2 separate regions of the Mus musculus genome follow, and region 2 is linked to region 1. The links are chromatin contacts, called in public promoter capture Hi-C maps. All regions are on one chromosome and are shown on one strand. Each heading gives the region's core, a stretch centred on a gene start, on an enhancer-like site or on the middle of the called end of the contact. The rest is flanking DNA. Distances are from core to core; before and after follow the strand shown. Region 1 holds the start of Adra2c (adrenergic receptor, alpha 2c). Region 2 has its middle 7.4 kb from the start of Gm31601.

What was found. Promoter capture Hi-C pulls out the DNA fragments that hold promoters and counts their contacts.
Region 2: a promoter capture Hi-C map of hippocampal neurons shows a contact between it and region 1, with 4 times the contacts expected there. The contact joins the enhancer-like site here to the promoter of Adra2c in region 1. A contact is called at or near these places in 2 of 39 promoter capture datasets (both in hippocampal neurons), 1 of 15 datasets of contacts at CTCF or cohesin (large pre-B cells), 14 of 484 Hi-C or Micro-C datasets (cerebral cortex, cortical neurons, embryonic stem cells and 4 more), 4 of 115 datasets of contacts at active chromatin or transcription factors (VIP interneurons, embryonic forebrain and embryonic stem cells) and 2 of 9 other capture datasets (adipose tissue and pancreatic islet).

The regions. Positions count from the first base shown.
Region 1 is chr5:35,275,619-35,281,077 of GRCm38.p6, reverse strand. It overlaps Adra2c (adrenergic receptor, alpha 2c), which reads right to left and starts at 2,512. Exons shown (of 1, transcript NM_007418.3): 1 at 1-2,512. The coding sequence starts at 1,192.
Region 2 is chr5:35,166,057-35,171,515 of GRCm38.p6, reverse strand. No RefSeq gene overlaps it. Among named protein-coding and RNA genes, the nearest start is that of Gm31601, 7.4 kb to the right of the region's middle. Within about 2 kb of position 2,510, at least 33 of the 459 cell types and tissues checked have an H3K27ac peak or open chromatin away from gene starts, as enhancers often do. A contact at or near this core is called in hippocampal neurons and ventral hippocampal neurons, where this site is marked.

The DNA.
Region 1 (5,459 bases), core at 1,263-3,762:
AGCTGAAGAAGAAGGGGAACCAGCACAGTACGAACACGCCCATGACCACCGCCAACACGAAGGTGAAGCGCTTCTCGCGTGCCTGGGCCACCTTGCGGCGGCACACACTGCTGCGCGCCCGGCGCCGACGCGACAGGAAGAACTCGACGGAGCGCGAGCTGGCCCGCGACAGGCGCCCTCCGGGGCCTGGGGACCGAGACGCCGTCCGAGCACCCTGCTCGGCTGCCAGTCCCGGTCCCGGTCCGTCCGCACTGCCCGTGTCCCCCTCAGCACCCTCTCGCCGCCGTCCTCCTCTGCGCAGCGCGCCCCGGCGCCTCCGCCTCTCGGCCGCACTGCTCTCATCCGGCTCCACTTCAGTGCGCGGGGGCGCGCAATGCCCGTTCTCCCCCGCTGCCTTGCCCAGCCCATTCTCTGTGGTCGGGGACGCGCCGTCGGGGCCGGCGGGGCCGCGTTTCTCGCTGAGCGTACGCGTGCGCAGCTTGGCCACGCGGTAGATGCGCGCATAGACCAGGCCCATGATGAGGCAGGGCGCGAAGAAGGAGCCTATGCAGGAGGACAAGATGTACCAGGTCTCATCGTTGAGGCCGCACTGCGGATAGGCGGCGCCGTCGGGCCGGCGGTAGAACGAGACGAGAGGCGGGAAGGAGATGACAGCGGAGATGAGCCACACGGCCACGATGGTGGCCTTGACACGGCGCGGCGTGCGCTTCAGGTTGTACTCTACCGCTTGCGTCACCGACCAGTAGCGGTCCAGACTAATGGCACACAGGTGCACGATGGACGAGGTGCAGAAGAGCACGTCCAGTGCCAGGTATACACCACACCACACTTGCCCGAAGTACCAGTAGGCCATGAGCTCATTGGCCAGAGAAAAGGGCATGACCAGTGTGGCCACCAGGATGTCAGCTGAGGCCAGAGACACCAGGAAGAGGTTCTGCGGGGCGCGCAGTGCTCGGCTGGTCAACACAGCGATCACCACGAGCACATTGCCTACCACGGTGAAAACGATGAGGAAACCCACCACAGCTGCCAACCCCGCCACAGCACCTGCGGAGTACTGGCCCGGCGGTGGCACCCAGTCGGTCCCCGAGGCGTTGGCACCCCCGCCGCTACCCCATTCGCCCGCGTCGCTCCCGTTGGGGCCCTCAGCCGCCGCCGCCGCCAGCGCCGCGGCCAGCGCTGGGGACGCCATGGTCCTCCCGAGAGCTACGCGGTCCTGCCAGGAGCCCGGGCGCAGCCTCGGCAGCTCGGGCGCCCCACAGCCAGGGTCGGCGTCCGCATCGCCGCCTGCTCCTCCGGCGCGCCGGCTGGGGGCCACGAAGCCCCGCAGCCGGCTCTCGGCCGTGGTGGCCCGGCGGGCGGGCGGCGCGCCGGAGAGCGTGGCTGCCGGGCTCCCCGCAGCTGCCGCGCGCGTAAGTGCAGAGCTGGAGGTGCCCAGAGAGCGCGGCGACGCGGCGGTGGGGGGGAATGGGGGTAGGTCCCGGGTCCTCGAGCGGCCCCGCCCTCGGCCTGGGTTCAGTGGGAGCGTCCCGGCCGCCAGCCCACGGAGATGCGGTGTCCAAGCTGGTGCACGCAAGCGGCTCCACGGTCCGGGTGCCCGACTGGGCTGCAGGCTGCAGGCGGCGGCCCGGACACTCTGCTTCCCAACGGGCTGGCTGGGGCTAAGCGAGCCGGGGCGCAGGTTGCCGTTCTTCCGGGTCCCTGCAACTTTACTTTGCGGGGCTGGGCGCCGACACCCGCGGTCCTCCTGCTGCTCCCGAGTGCGGGCGCCCCCCAAGGTCCGCGTTCGGCCGTGCGGGCGCCGCCTCGCCCTCCCCGCTCGCCGGTGCAGCGTCTCCGCCGCCGCGGAGCGCTTGGCGCAAGTGCTGTCGCCCGGGCTCGGCTTCCAACTTGAGTCCAGTAGCGCAGCGGGGAGGGCGCAGCGGGGCGGGGCGGGGCGCCCCGCAGGCCCGAGCCGCGGGCCCGGGGGGAGCGGGCCGGGAGCCGGAGCCCGCGGCCGCCTGGGCGAACCTGCCGGCGGCGCCGGGGAGGAGCCCTAGGCGGCGGCGCAGGGCGCGCACTCGGCGAGGGCGCCCCCTCCAGGGCCAACTGCAGCCTGCGGGGCCCGGCTGAGCGCGGGCTGGCCTGAGCGGTGAGTTCTAGAAGCCTGCTCTTTCTAAGATCGTAGTCTCCACCTCACTCGGTTACAGGCGACGGAGCGCGCGCGGGCGCGCACACCGGCTCGTAAGGGGCTGGCTCGGGGTCCGCGGCCTGATTGGAGAGTGCGCTTGTAGCAGCATGGCAGAGACACTGCTGGTGCGCATCATTCCTTTGGAGCTTAGGGTCCCTGCTCCCCTGCAGAGCCACCTCCTCAGTCAGCCTCAGTTCCCTCCTCTGAGTACCTCTCAGCGCTGCGGGATCGTGAATCATAACCACGGTGTCAGTCGAGGCCCAGATCAAGCTCCCAAGCTCTATACCCATGTTGGCAATTGTTGAAGTTGAATCTTAATGCTGTGTGATCCCGCTTTTCACAGCTGGAGGGGACGCTCCAGACCTGCGCTTTTGACAAACTCAAAACTGACCTGCCCCATGCAGCGTGATTTTGTGGGAGTAGGTTTAAGAGAGGGCGAGCAAATCAAATGTTGGGGAGATCTCGTGTCAGTTTCACAGAGGTTCTGTCACGTGTGGCCTGAGTTGAGTTGAGGCACTGGTCTCTGCCTCCAGGCAGCCCCAGGTCTGCAGGGAGGATGTGGCCAAGAGAATAAATTGGACTTTCCAGACCTAGCGTTTCCCTGCTAGAACTAAAGGAGTACCATTCTCTCCACCAAGGCTGGCCAGGACCTCATTACACAGGTCAGATAGACCGGAAAGGGAGGGGAGTTGGCAATCCACTGGCAGAAGGCCTCATCAGAAAGTCATTCTGAGGACCTTGGAGCCATGACCTGTGGCATCTGGACTTGTCCCTGCTCTGGTGGCTGCTTCTCCCTGCAGTCCTTGAGGATAGTGCAACCTCCTTGTGGGCACTGCAGCCCTAGAGGACCCACAGGACCTACCCTCAGGGCAGGGGTGTCCAACTAGGATTAGGCAGACGACAAACATTTCAGACCATGGGCCTGTCTTGAGTACTGTGCCCGTGCAGGACACACTTCTTGATGCCTGTCCTGGGCACTTTCTAACTCAGGGCTTGCAAAGTGCCATGTGCTGTCACCTGAGAATGTGAACTATGAGGAAGAACCGCCAAGGTTTTTTAACAAGTCCTTCTTACCCAGAGGCCCCAACAAGGGCCACTGATCAAAACAACTTCAGTTGGTTTGTATAGAAGCCCCCAGATGACTCCAACATCAGTATATTGGAGGAAGAGGAGGTCTGGCCTTATGGTGTTTGTGTCTGGATATTCACCCCCACACTGAGTGCCATCAAAGCCCTGGAACTTCCCCACCCCCCATCCCTACCCCCAACCCAGCCTAGAAGCAAAGGAGGAGGTGACAGCATGTATCACCTTTGGATATGGAGGAGTTATTAGGAAAAAGCTTTGTGGACCATGCTCCCTAGGGACTGAGGTAGTCCCCAGTGTGTGGATGGTCCCTAAGACAGAGTGCTCTTTAGGAATGTGGGTACTCCTTCAGATGGGATGCTTCTTTGGTGAGAGTGCCCCCCGAAGAGGCTGGTTTAGTTCTGAGGATGTGGGAGCCTGAGGACGATGAGGGGAAGGGCAAGTGGGCACTGGTCGGGTACTGTTGGAGAGATGGCTTCTCCCCTTGCAGGCAGCATTGTGGACCTGCCTGAGTCAGAGATGCTGTCATATGAGAAGCTGAGGGGACAACAGGTAGTCTAGCCCAAGCCCTGACTGCACACAGCCTCACGTTTCCAAGTGATGCCTGCCTAGGCAAAGGGATGCCCTGGGAGCCCTGCAAGGGAAGCCTGCAAGGGCATCTGCAGGGCTCGCTACTGAGTGACCTAGGCTCTTGGGGATGATGGCTACATGCTGTAGGGATGCTGACCATACCTCCCGGCATAACTGAGAGGAAGCCACTCTGGAGTCAGCAGCCAGAAGTGAGAGTTAAAGAGTCTGCTCATTTGAGGGCAGCTGGTGAGACCCCCTGGGGTGGCAGGAACTTACGAAGAGGCTGAACTAGCCTCTTTGCCCAGAGATAGCCAATTAGCCCCAACAGTCTGCTTCTGGTTGTTCTGTGGCAGGAAACAATGTGTGCCCCTACAGACTGTGTGTTCAAGAGTAGTTGGTGGCAGGCCACACTGGGTGTTTGTACCTACTATGTGAGGGCATTCTGGGAAGGTCCTGGTATATTTCAGAAGGAAATCCATGTGAAGTGAAGCAGCCTGGGTATTCAGAGTGGTGGGTATACTGGTGCCTAGAAGTGCGGGGTTGGTCCAGCCAGGGTTGCATAGTGCCTGGATGTTGGGTCCTAGGCTCTCAATTCCCTGCCAGGCCTCTACCACAGGATCTGGTTGCATGTCTGTGTGAATCCTGGGAGCAGTGCGCATGCTGCAAAGCAGCCGTGACATGGGCTGACGGGAGCTGGGCTCCTTGAATCACCCTGGTGTACTCACAGGTATGCGTGAACACATGCACCTCACTCCCTCATGGGCTCATGCACATGGATATGCTTATTCAAGTGTGCACACACAGACCCATTGCCTGAACACACGGATGTTCATGAAGATGCACTTACATTCACATGTGTGTATACATGTGCACCTGTTCATACATATATGTATGATTATATACCACTTACACACCACTTGCATGTGCATGCCACGTATGTACATTCATCCCTTCAGATACTTTCCAGTGTAGCTGTGTATATACCCAAACACATGCGTATGTGTATCTGCACCTGGAAGATTCCAGTCAAAGGCATGCATGTATACACATATGTGCATGTACACCCACATGAGTTTGCACATAGTCACACACAAGGCAAGCATATATGCACATATAAGCATAAATGTCCACACACATATGTTGTTTGTGCAACCACTCACATCTTGATTCAGAAGTGAGCAGAGCCATCAAGTGTGAATTTAAGCTCCTGATCATGTCCTTCCTTGCTTCTTGGCAGCTGAGTGACCCTCCTCATTCTCAGGCCTCAGTTTTCCTGTCTGTGAAATGAACACATTGCACCACTGTCTCTAATATCCGTGCTGGCTCTTCCATTCTCCCTCTCCCTGAGGGAGTGTCGCATCTGGCCTGCCCAGCTTTGCCTTTGGCTGGTGCCTGGAGCTGCTGAGGAGAGCCAGGCTCACAGAGCTCTTCCATTTTACTTAGCTCTAGCTGGTGACAGGGTCAGGGAAATAGAGCTGGATTTCTTGTCTCAAGTCTAAGAGGATGCCCTTTTTATTTGAAATGGAGCTGAGGATTTTTCCCTATGTTTATGTGCGATCTCATTTTTAAAGATGAGCCAAGGGAAAACCAAGGCTTGTTTCCCTCTCTGCCCCTCCCTGAAGAATTCCAAAGACTG
Region 2 (5,459 bases), core at 1,261-3,760, 110 kb after region 1:
TGCCAGCCAGCCCCATGAATTGGACTCAGTGGGTTAGGAAAAGCAGATGGAGGAATGATGGTGGAGGGGGTGTTTCAAGGGGTGGGGAGGAACAAGGGTGAAGTTGGGAGTGGATAGTGAATATGATCAACGTATACAAGTGTGAAACTGTCAAAGAATAAATGAAAGACTTTTTTTTAAGAGGAAAGGGGCTAGAGAAATGGCTCAGAGTTAAAAGCAATGTCTTCTCTTCCTGGGAGACCCATGTCAGCTTCCCAGCACTCACATAGCTGGCTGTGTCCAACCATCTACCACTGTGGGTCCAGAGGACCCAACACCCTCTTCTGGCATCTGCAGACACTGCCTGCATGCACATGGGATGCATACGTGCATTCTAAGAAACACTCATATAATAAATAAATCTAGAGGAAGGAGGCGAGGAAAAGGAGGAAAAAACCTGTGACAGCAGACCAGAGAGAGAGAAAGAAAAAGGGGGGAAGGGAGGCATGTTATAAACACTGCCACTGTAGCCTGCAGTGGCCACATGTGCCATCTCCCCTGCTAGCATCCAGGCCACAATGCTCACATAAGACAGTTCTCAGAGTGTGTCCCTGGTGGCTGTTCAGCTGGCCTTGTGCCCCAGACAGCATCCATCTCCACGCTGGCCAGTCCCCTCTGCTGCACCTGTGCCAAACTCCTAGTCACTAAACCACTGGCAAGCTGAGCCCCACTCAGGAGCAATTAGTGAACAAAATGTTTTCTCTTCCCCCCCCCACACACCCCGTAAAAAAAAAGCTATGCAGAGCCACATAATGGCCGTTTTTATTGCCGTTCTGTAAGCCGAGGGTGACAGCTGATATTTAGTGATGTGAGTCACGAGGATGTTTTTGCATTGGAAAATCGGTCGTCATCCTGGGGACAGAGAATCCGTCAAAAACAGCATCTGACAGACAGTGTTTGTCAAAGTCTGCCTCATGTCATCCTGGTCTACTCTGCACCATGTCTCAAAATTGCCATATGCAGAAGATCTTGGTGGCGTCAAATTATGTATAAATTCATAAAATGAACTAAAAGGCTTCCTGCCTAGTCAGCTTGTGTTACTGGAATGAAGTGTCTGTGATCAGTGACTTAGGGAAATTGTTTATTTTGGCTCACAGATTTGGAGGTGTCAGCCTGTGGCCAGGTGGCTCCATGTTGTGCGTCTGTGGTTAGCAGGACAAATTTGCAAGTCTTGGTGGCCAGGGAACAGACAAGACAAGACTGCTAGGGCACACCTTCAGTGTTTCCCCAACTAGGCCCCACCTGCCAGTAGTATCGCTGTTTTACAATCCTATTAAAGAATTAATCCGTTGACTGTCCAGAGCCCCCAGAATCCACTTACTTCCGCAAAAGCCAGTGAGCCCCAGGGACAACCCAGATTCAAGCTGTAACAAAGGCTGCATTGATGCTGCCCAAGCCTGCAGTGATTCCTACACAGTGAAGAGTGTGTCCTTTTCCTCCCCACGTTTCTTCCTCCATGCCTGCCTCATATCCCTTTCCATCTCCTCCTTTCTCTCTCTCTCTCTTTTCTGTGGTTTTCATGCTTGTGTCTTTGTCCACTCTGGTGTAATGACATAGCTCAGCCTGGGCTCATCAGCCTCAGACACTGACTTTTCAAGGTCTGGTGTCTGCTATTAAAGCACTGGCAGAAGGCCAGTCCTCTCCCCACCGTGTCTTCAATGGAGTGGAGGAGTGGGCAGCTCTGGGGCTCCCCTGCCAGCACACCGATCTCATGCCAACAGTTCCACTTCATGGTCATATGGCTCCTAAAGTTCTTTCTGGGATAAGTATTTTACCATGTGGGTCTCGGTGGACTGGCTCTCAGTAACTGTGTGTGTGTGTGTGTGTGTGTGTGTGTGTGTGTGTGTGTGTGTGTGTGTGTGTGTAAGTAACAAGAGGTCTGTTCTGTCCCATCTGAGCTGGTCATGGTAGAGCACACAGTAGGAAGATTTCTGAGGAGGCTGAGTTTAGGGGCAGCCTGAGCTACACCTGTGCCTGTTTGGCGGCGAACACCTACAATCAGTACTCGGCATTCAGATGGCTGAAGCAGGGGGATTGTGCTGGCCCTGGGCTTACGTGGTGGTTGTGAGACACCGTCCTATTGGAGGAAAGGAAGTCACCCAGTCAGGACTTGGAGACTGAATGGCCAAGTTTCCATTGGATCTGAGAAGCGTAATCTGCAGTGTGTGGGCCAGTCCCAACAAGCCCACCCACAGCTTGCAGTAGCTCCTGGAGACAATGAGACCTTCATCACCTGGTTCCTTCTGAAACGTCTGTCAACATCTAGCTTTGGTTCAACAAGCACCGTTAGTTCCAGCCTTTTCAGCGTGCAGTGAAGCCACAGCAGACTTGTGTTCTGGTGAAAAGCGGACCCAAGTGATTACAGCAAAGAAAGGACAGGATTTCAAAAATAGCAGTGGGTGAGAAGACTGACAGATGCTGTGCATTTGACAGGGTGACTCATTCTGTGACAGCTTGGTCCCCCGGGATGACTGTGAGTCACACACAAGAGGGGCTGCCTGAGCCCAGTCTCTGGGAACAAGGTGGTCACAGGTTGGCTTCAGAGTGAGAGAAGATGGTGGGAATTGGGGTTGATGCTCTGGACAAGCCTGGATTCAGTCAGACCTTGGGAGACAGGCAGGGCCAGGGTAACATCAAGGGGACCAAAGGGTTTCTATGACCAGGTTTGTACACCATGGAAGTGAAGCTCTCTGTGGGAGGACAGACACTACCAAAGAGCAGGGCAAGCAAGACAGAGCGGCCCCAGGTGACTGTGGTTCACAAACAGTCTCTCACTCCAGGACATGGACTTCACCTACTCTGCAGGGAAGGTCACAGCCTCTCAAGAGCCCCTAGACCTCATTGAGCTTCTGACTAGTTCCTGAGACCTGCGATGACAGACAGCAGCAATCGGACAGGACCAGTTCGTGGGAAGGCAGTGGAGACTGGCATGGGCAGGTGCTGGTTAAATCCCAGGGGCTCCCAAGAGCCCATCCTATCACATCCCACATATAGCTGGACAGGAGCAGGTCTTCACTGAGCCAGTCTGTTTCTTGTCTCCACGGACAAATACTTTAACAAGAATTCAACCCCACGCTAGTTGGAGAAGTCCAGATTGACATGAAGTGACAGCCATGTCTCTTCCAAGGTTTGACAAGACCTTTCTGCCTCTCCAGATCCTGGACTCCTGCTGGACTTTGGCTGAAGGCTGTTTACTTCAGAGTTGGTGACCATGATCTCAATGAGGAATGTAGGCATAAATTTTTCTCAGCCTACTTTAATAAGGGTTCAACCTCCCCTCTAGCCCACCACCCACCAGATGTGGTGGAAAAGAAAGGTTATTAGGACAAAGGGGAAGTAGACCTGTTTAGAAATAGTTCTTTGGGGTGATTTCAATCTTCATTGTTCTCAGTCCAGTCCAGTAGCAAACACCAGATATGAATCAGCAGCTGCAGACCAGTCCACTCAGCAGACACCACACACAAAGCAGCAAGGGCAGTTCAATCCAGAAGAAATTCAGAAGGACTCACCAACTGGACAGAGTCTGAGGAAGCAGAGAGAAGCAGCAGAAATCTCATGAATTCTGTGGCGAGTTTCTTTCTATGACATCACCATAAGCGAAGCTCAGCAATGCAGTGTAAGGTGAACCAATCCGTGTGTATTGCCATCAAAGAATAGCTAGGTAGAGGATCCCATTATCTCTAGGGTCATATTTATATTCTTTCTAAATATCACATATTTGTTTCACACGTCTGCTTTAACAAAGAATCCTATCACCTGTGTGCCCCAGAAAAACATTATTTGGCATAACTGGCTTTCCAAAGAAACCAGAAGTTTCCATTTCAGAGGAAAAAGGCCTCTGATCACATGGTCTCCTCTATCTTCTTGCTTGCCATAGTATGTAGGATCCACCCAAGTGATCCAGGGCCAGCTCATCTTGAGATTTTTATGGGTTAGTAAAGATGTTTTCTCCCCAGTGATGTCAGCAAAGCTTCAAGGCCTCATGTGGGCATGTCTTTGGGAGCTACAGTTCAGACCTTTCCCAAGTCCTGGCTTTCTCAACCAACTGAGCTCCCCCAACACCACAGCTGGACCACACTTGTCAGACAAGTACCTAATAGTCTGTTTTGAGCCACTATCCAGCATTCCCTTGGGCCCCCCCCCAAAAAGATTTGTCTATAAATGGTCTTCATGTTGGTGAGAACATGCATGGACCTTCTGCCTGCCAAGGTTTATAGGACTTCAAGTCACCATGACAAATGTCCCCAAGAAGTGTTCGGCATTGGGCTCCTTCCCAGACGTACAATGTTAAGGTAGTGTCTGCCCTTCCATAAAGTGGCCATGGTCCCATGCAACCCCCTATGGTGGGCAAGAGGTTGAATAAGGCGTAAAGTGCTGAGGAGCAAGAGGTGAGAGACTGGCACCCAGAGTAGGGTCTGGAGAGTCCTTGGAACTATGGCACAGCCACAGCCGTGCTAAGCTCACCTGGAGGGAGGAGGAAGAGGAGGAGGAGGAGGAGGAGGAGGAGGAGGAGGAGGAGGAGGAGGAGGAGGAGAAGTTGGAGTTGTTTCCTGTGATTCAGGCAGGGGTCTAAGCACTGGGTGGGGGTAACAGAGAAGGATGGACAGCCTCTGGGGTAAGTGAGCTCAAGTGTGCATGTGTACACACACACAGAGGGAGAGAGAGGAAGAGACAGAGACAGACACCAAGAGTCAGAGAGAAAATACAGATTCCCTCATATACACACACATACAAGCATGCACACGCAGACATAGCACACACTCTCAGTACATACAGAGGGAAAAAACAGACTCTCACAGCGTACATACATAAACAGAGATAAAACACAGTCTCTCTCATACACACACACACACACACACACACACACACACACGCACGCACACGCACACACATACCCCACTCACTCTGTGTGTAAGAACTCAGATCTTCTCAGTCAGGCTGGTTCTTGAAACTGAGGAAAGGAAGTGGAGACTGGCTCTAAGAGTTCAATTCAACCTTGGGTGGGGTGTGTTCCAGCAGGAGGTGATGCCTAATTCTGACAGGAACTCCAACCTTGAGGTGAACATCTTAGGAGGAAGTAGAGGAGTGTGTTGAAGGCTCATCCTCACCCACCACAGGAGGATGTCAGATATCACAGCAAAATCTCCTCCCTCCAAGGCTGACAGGATAATTGTGTGGTCTAGAGACGAGCAGCTATGAGAGGTGCAGGCAAGAAAGGCGGGTCAGCTGCTCATCTCGTCGCTGTGACAGGCCACCTGACAGAAACGGCTGTGAGCAAGATGGGTTTATTTTTGGCTCTCAGTTCCAAGAAGGTCTCACATCATCATGATGTGTGACACGGAGGCAGGCATGTGGGGTCACATGATGGCAGTCAGGAAACTGATCCATGGAGCCTAGGCGGGGCCATAACCACAACTGTA